Regions from separate parts of the Mus musculus genome. Here region 1 is linked to region 2. The links are chromatin contacts, called in public HiChIP or PLAC-seq maps. All regions are on one chromosome and are shown on one strand. Each heading gives the region's core, a stretch centred on a gene start, on an enhancer-like site or on the middle of the called end of the contact. The rest is flanking DNA. Distances are from core to core; before and after follow the strand shown.

Region 1 (3,221 bases), core at 265-2,764, 620 kb before region 2:
TTTCAAGCTTTCTAGCTACAACCGCTCTTCAAGAGAAACAATTAAAAGTGTAATTAGTCACTGCCCTTGTTATATTAAAACTGACTATAACAGTCAAGTATTTGAGATGTTTTGTCAACAATTTAATAATTCTCAAAGACAAGGTATTGTGGAACTTTAAAAACTCTTTTTCTTGAAAAACAAAGAAAGGGGGAAATTATATCCCCATGCATATTATTTAATATATCCCTGTGCACATTATTTAAATCATACTTTTATTTTAAGAATTTTGAAATTTGGATGTCAAAGAACTTAATAAATGCCTTATAGTATCTTAAAACCAGACATAATCATGTCTAGGTGAGATGAAAATGATCTACTTATTGGCATATGGCTTGATCCTGAACAGCTACCTTATTGGGAAGGGGGAAAGCATAGGTTCTCTTCACAGAAAGCTGCAAAAGCATGACAGCTAATTCATGTGACAAGCTGACAGGTGAGTTGGCTGAGTGCCCTGACTGTAGTGACAAGAAAGCTGAATTGGGTATATGTTTTTGACCCACCTTTGCTTGCCATTTTCCCAGTTTGGACAAGCTAAGATGCCTTGCTTCGAGCTTTTTAAACCTTATGGGACATAGAACATTAGAGACCGTGTAGTCTGACTTAGAAAGATTAGTCACAAGAAAGAGTTATAGTGATTCTTCTCCTTCCCTCATTGTGATCAGTTATTCTAACTCAATCTTGGACTGGTCTAGTAATAATTCCAGTATTAGAGAGTCCTATTGAAGATAGCTAAAATCTTAATTACCTAGCAAAGTTAATTTGGAGCACAGCCTCCACTCCCAGAGAAGTAACAGCATTTCTGCAAATCTCAAAACCACCTCCCCCACACCAGGAGCTCTAAGTCTACCTTGGTAGTTGCTAATTTGCAACTGAATGGAGTACCTGGACTTCCGCAAAGATGCTTTTGTACTGTTGCTTTTCACTGACTCCCATTGTTTTTCAAGCAGGTCAGTCAACACCCTTCAGCCTGACTGCAGCAGGTGTGTAGCCTTGCCTCCAACAGTGCAGGTGGCAGTTATTAATCTATATTAAGAAGCATTTTAAGTACATATTGTGGCTCTGGTCTGAATTGGGAATAAAGTGTGCTATGAGGGCTGGACAGTCAAAGACAGGCGCCCAAATCTCAGAATCATATCAATCTAAGACAGAGGTACATGCCAAGAGGCTGTGGTTGTTAATAATACACCACAGAGCCATGTTTTGTGTAAAATAAACACAAACAAGCTGCACATACCATCTATGACAGAATTGAATGGTTTGGGAAGATCTAAGATTTCCTAAGTCAGTCGCGGCTGCCAGCCACCATAACTCCCAAGCAGGACTATAAATAAATTTTATGCCTCAGTCCAGCTATTTTTAATATTATAAACGGGGATGGGGGGGATGTAACCTCCCCCAGCCTGAAACAGGCTGATCCAGACTTTGACCTTGCCGCCACTAAGGAGATTACCTAGATGGCTCTATTGTCCTGCCACTGCTCCTCCAAGACACTGCTACCTGCTGAGAGGCCACTGAGATAGTCCAGAGGATACACCCTATCCTGCATGTCATCACCTGCAACTGGTTCCAGGCTCCAAGAATGGATTAGCAGGGTATGGGCCTCCCCCCCCACCCCCTTTTATAAGCACAGTTTGCTATTAAACATTTGAGCCTTGATCAGGAACCTTGATTTGGCTCCATTATTTCTCTCGATCACATAGTTTCTGTCTTTTCAGCCCCAGTTTGCCTCCCAGGAATAACCCCTGTCCAAGTGAGCCGTGGGCTGGTTCCCAACATTTGATCTTAGTCATTCTGACTGGTATGAGGTGGAATCTTAGGGTTGTTTTGATTTGGATTTCCCTGATAACTAAGGATGTTGAACATTTCTTTAGGTGCTTCTCAGCCATTCTGTATTCCTCAGTTGAGAATTCTCTGTTTAGTTCTGTCCCCATTTTTTAATAGGGTTATTTGATTCTCTGGAGTCTATCTTCTTGAGTTCTTTGTATATAGGATAGGGGGTTTCAAAGGGGGGACCTGGAAAGGGGAAAACATTTGAAATGTAAAGAAAGAAAATGTCCAATAAAAAAAAAATATTCCAGATGCAGCTCCAAAGTCCTTGTTGTTCATGATGACTGAGTGTCAACTCACTGCAACATGGGCATGTTTTTATCATTGCATGGCATTTGAATTTTTCCCAGAAAAGCAAATGTATAGATAGATAGATGATAGATAGATAGATAGATAGATAGATAGATAGGTAGATAGGTAGATAGGTAGATAGATGGATCAAGATAGAGTCAAAATTCAACAGATACATGGGGGAGGCTTGTAGGAGGAGGGAATAATAGGGCCAAATGTGAACAGATACTCGTGTATGTGTGTGTGTGTGTGTGTGTGTGTGTACATGTGTGTAAAAATGTCATAATAAAGACCACTTGTATAATAACAAAAATGAATTTAAACAATTAATTTTTAAAACATCAGCTTTATAATAACAAAATAAAAGGGATAATAGGGCTACATGATATCTTACACACATGTGCACACCATATATGGTATGTAGACAAAGATGACATTGAGTTTCTGACCCTCTACTTCTCCCTCCTGAGTACTATAATCATAGGTGTATACTCCACTAATCCAGTTTCATGCAACACTGAGGATTAAAGCCAAGGCCTCATATATGCTAGGCAAGAACTCTGCCAACTGTGCTGCTTCCTCCCCTTATACTTGATATTATATTTCTATTAACAAAACCAATCTCAAAGATGGAGTTAAGTTTCTTCTTCTCTTAGGGACCAGTGTCTCTGACTAAGTCACATAGCCTCCCCTCATCACATAGGGTGAGGGGAGAGAACACATCCATTGGAAGGACATTACAAGGGTTTTATGAATCCCCATAGGACTTTGTTGGGAATTCTCTACATTGCTCTTCAACCTGGATGCCTAGTAGACTTACATGGTAACCTTGAAATACAAGCACTACATGGCCTCTATTTAGGCAAATTATAGTGGGTTCTTTGAGTAGTGTCCATGAATAAGAATAATTATAGAGTTTTTTACCTGCTTTTCAAGCATAGCCATGAGTTAAGAACTGCTCCTTTAGAATAGTAGAACTTATATTAACTGTTTTAAACACCTAGGTCCATTTTTTGACTCAAAAAAAAAAAGATAAAATTGCAAGAATAGGGAGTATAAGT
Region 2 (2,976 bases), core at 209-2,708:
GTGTGATGGCATATTGTGTTCATTTCTGGGGGCTCCATTAATTTCCTCATCTGTAAAATATGCATTCCACATCAATGCTAAGCCCCCATTTTCTACTTAAATGAAAACAAACAAACAAAAAAGAAATAAAAAAGAAGGGGCATGACTGTTGCTAGGTATGGTGGAGAAGAAGGTTTATTGTAGATAAAAGGAAGAACATAGCCAGAGGCTGGGACACCTGGGAGAGTCCAGGTCACCTGGGAGAGTCCAGAATGAACCTAACCTTGAGCAGGAACATGTAAGGAGGGGAAGGCAGAGAGGAGAGAGCAGAGAGGGAAAATCCAGGAAAGAAAAGGATAGACTTTCAGAATTAGGAATCAAAGTAACTGGGTTATACAGGGAAGGGCAACTGCGGGAAGTAGCCCAGTAGCTCAGGGTGGAGGTGTGATATGTCAGTCATATTCTAAACAGGTAGGAATTGATGGTTGCTGGGAGTTCCTGACAACCAGGTCCTCTTTGATATGTTAAATAGGCACCTTGGTTACCCATTTGTCCTGCATCTGAGAGCTAACTTTGCTGCTGGGTGAAATACTTTCCCACTATCATTCTGCACAATGATTCCTGTAGATATAGTTGCCTTTGACTCCTCCGATGTTCTTCTTTGGAGTCCAACATCTGACATTTACAAAAAAGTGATGTTATTCCTAATATACACATATGGAACATGAGCCTCATGAAATGATCCCAAAGTGCTCAACTAAAAACAATGGGGAGGAGGAAAAGTACAGGGACAGAAATAGCAGCAAAGTTCTGGAAGCAACAGGATTTACACCAATACACCCATACTTTTACTCTCTAGTTGAAATAGTGATGGATTTTAACATCTGAACTCTACTTTGGGGTGGTTCAGAGTTGGGGCCAACTGACTCTTTGCTCTATCCATGTGGGCACCTGGAGCCTGAAAGTTTGTCATTTTGAAGACTCTGACTGCACGTCCCCTTTGATCCCTCAGGGCCTAGCAGGAACTGACTAGAAACTGTTGGACTTGGTTGGTTTGTTACAAGTCCTTAACATTAAACAAGGTAATGAACAAGACAGAGGCCAAATGGGGAATAGATCAGTCACCTAGCAGGAAAGATAAAATGAATAATACTGAATATTAGGATTGGATAGGCTTCTATAACAATTTTCAGGTCTCAGAACAAGAAATTTGGCAGATACATGTGAATAGTAGCTGAAGCTGAGTTTATTAAGAAAAAATACTCTTTCAAGGAAGGCAGCAGGCCATAGCAGTGGGGAAGATTAGGAGCTCAAAGGCCCTGTACACAAACGATTGAAACTTTTGTAGGTCATTTGCATAGCATAGACTTTCTCAAGCATTTGCATAAAGAGGGATTTGGTAAGCTTTTGGGCAGACTCTGTTACACAGTAGTCTTGGCATGCTTGATGGTTCCGTTCTTCCTTTCTGGCAACTGGTTTCTTTCATATGCTAATTTACAGGCCTTGCATAAGGCCTTTTGGACCTCACTCTCCACCCTATTCTCCTGCCTCAACAGGACAGGAGTGGCTGGGCAGGAAATGGAGAGATTTTACTCCCAGTGGCTTGTCCCAACACATTCACATTCATATACACTGGGAGGGGTGAGAGTCATCAAAGATGATGCTATTCCCAGGACTTGAAGTTAGCAAGCTTTGCAATGAAGACACTGAATGATCAGAGGTCTACCAACCTGAAGAAGACCCTGGAGTCTAAGGGAAAGACGGGGGGGTGGGGGGGTGGGGGGGTGGGGGGGTGGTAGTGATTGTTTGGGTTAGATGTACCTTTTACAAGCCATGCAGTTCTTCGGCAGAGAAACTGACCTGTCTTGGGCTTTCTTGTAGCAAGCTATGCAAGGGATTCTTGGGACAAGGGACCTTTAGGGTGACTCTATGGACAAAAAGAAGCTGGAGTCATGGGAACCCAGATTCTGAAACAAACTCTGTCCTGACTTAGCTTTGTTGTTTTGACCAAGTGTTTTCTAGCTGGCGGTTAGTGAAGAGTTGAAGGCTGTACACTCTGGAGCCAGAACACCCCAGGCTTTGAAATCTTGGCTCTGATGTATGTTTGCCTGCTGATATTAGTCTTTTGCCAAGATTTCTGTGAGATGATACAGAGCTGTTACCTGGAACAAAGTTGATGCTCAGTAAACAATGCCTCCTTTATCTTCTTTGTGTGCTGAATAAGTAGGAATGCTTGCAGGCCTTACTGACATGGGTGTGCATTACCGCAGAGAAACTGTACTCAGGAGGATGAAAAGACCATGGGGAAAGAAAAACCACAGATATCAGAACTGTGAAAGGTCAATGTATAAGTTAGGCACCTGGTCAGACTTATGGAGTGAGGTATGGGTCAGGAAGGCTAACGACCACTTGAGACTCCAACAGTTCACAGTTTGAATTTATCTCATCAGTTCTAATCAACTTTGAAGTGTGTGTGTGTTTAATATTAAAAAAAAACACTAGTTTACTTAGAACCTGATCAAGTGCAGAAAAATGGTTCCAGAAGTTTGTTTTATACTTTTAGAACTCCATGTTCCTTTGGTCCAGGCACAACTGACTTGTTTTTCATTGTATGCCTGTGGCAGAGAGTCTTTTCACCTCCAGAGAAACCAGACAGAGGAAGTGTGCATGCAAAGTGTATGTGCTGCCTTTAGACTTGGAAAGACTGTCTAAGGATTGCTTACTTGTGACTCACATTATATAATTTTAATAGTGAATGTTATTCAAAATGTAAAGCAATGTTATTTGATCTTTCAACTCTCCCATTTCTTCTGCTAACACTATTTTACGTTGCTTGTGCAGTCTAATGAAGGTTTTAAGAGTTTTGGTGAGCTCTCAAGGCTGGCTGGCTAGATCAGTGCTTGTATTATTGCTTAGTAACTATGTAGCTTTGGGCATGTTAACTGTTCTTTCTGTGTGAGAAGCAAAACCCTTATTCCTTAATAACGAATTCAAGAG

Evidence for each region. HiChIP or PLAC-seq counts read pairs in DNA pulled down with a chosen protein or histone mark.
Region 1: a contact with region 2 is called in an H3K27ac HiChIP or PLAC-seq map of embryonic stem cells, with 7 times the contacts expected there. The contact joins two enhancer-like sites. A contact is called at or near these places in 1 of 484 Hi-C or Micro-C datasets (embryonic stem cells), 5 of 115 datasets of contacts at active chromatin or transcription factors (all in embryonic stem cells) and 1 of 9 other capture datasets (embryonic stem cells).

What each region holds. Positions count from the first base shown.
Region 1 is chr3:22,291,989-22,295,209 of GRCm38.p6, reverse strand. No RefSeq gene overlaps it. Among named protein-coding and RNA genes, the nearest start is that of Gm26354, 120 kb to the left of the region's middle. Within about 2 kb of position 1,514, at least 3 of the 459 cell types and tissues checked have an H3K27ac peak or open chromatin away from gene starts, as enhancers often do. A contact at or near this core is called in embryonic stem cells, where this site is marked.
Region 2 is chr3:21,671,158-21,674,133 of GRCm38.p6, reverse strand. No RefSeq gene overlaps it. Among named protein-coding and RNA genes, the nearest start is that of Gm31693, 30 kb to the left of the region's middle. Within about 2 kb of position 1,458, at least 52 of the 459 cell types and tissues checked have an H3K27ac peak or open chromatin away from gene starts, as enhancers often do. A contact at or near this core is called in embryonic stem cells, where this site is marked.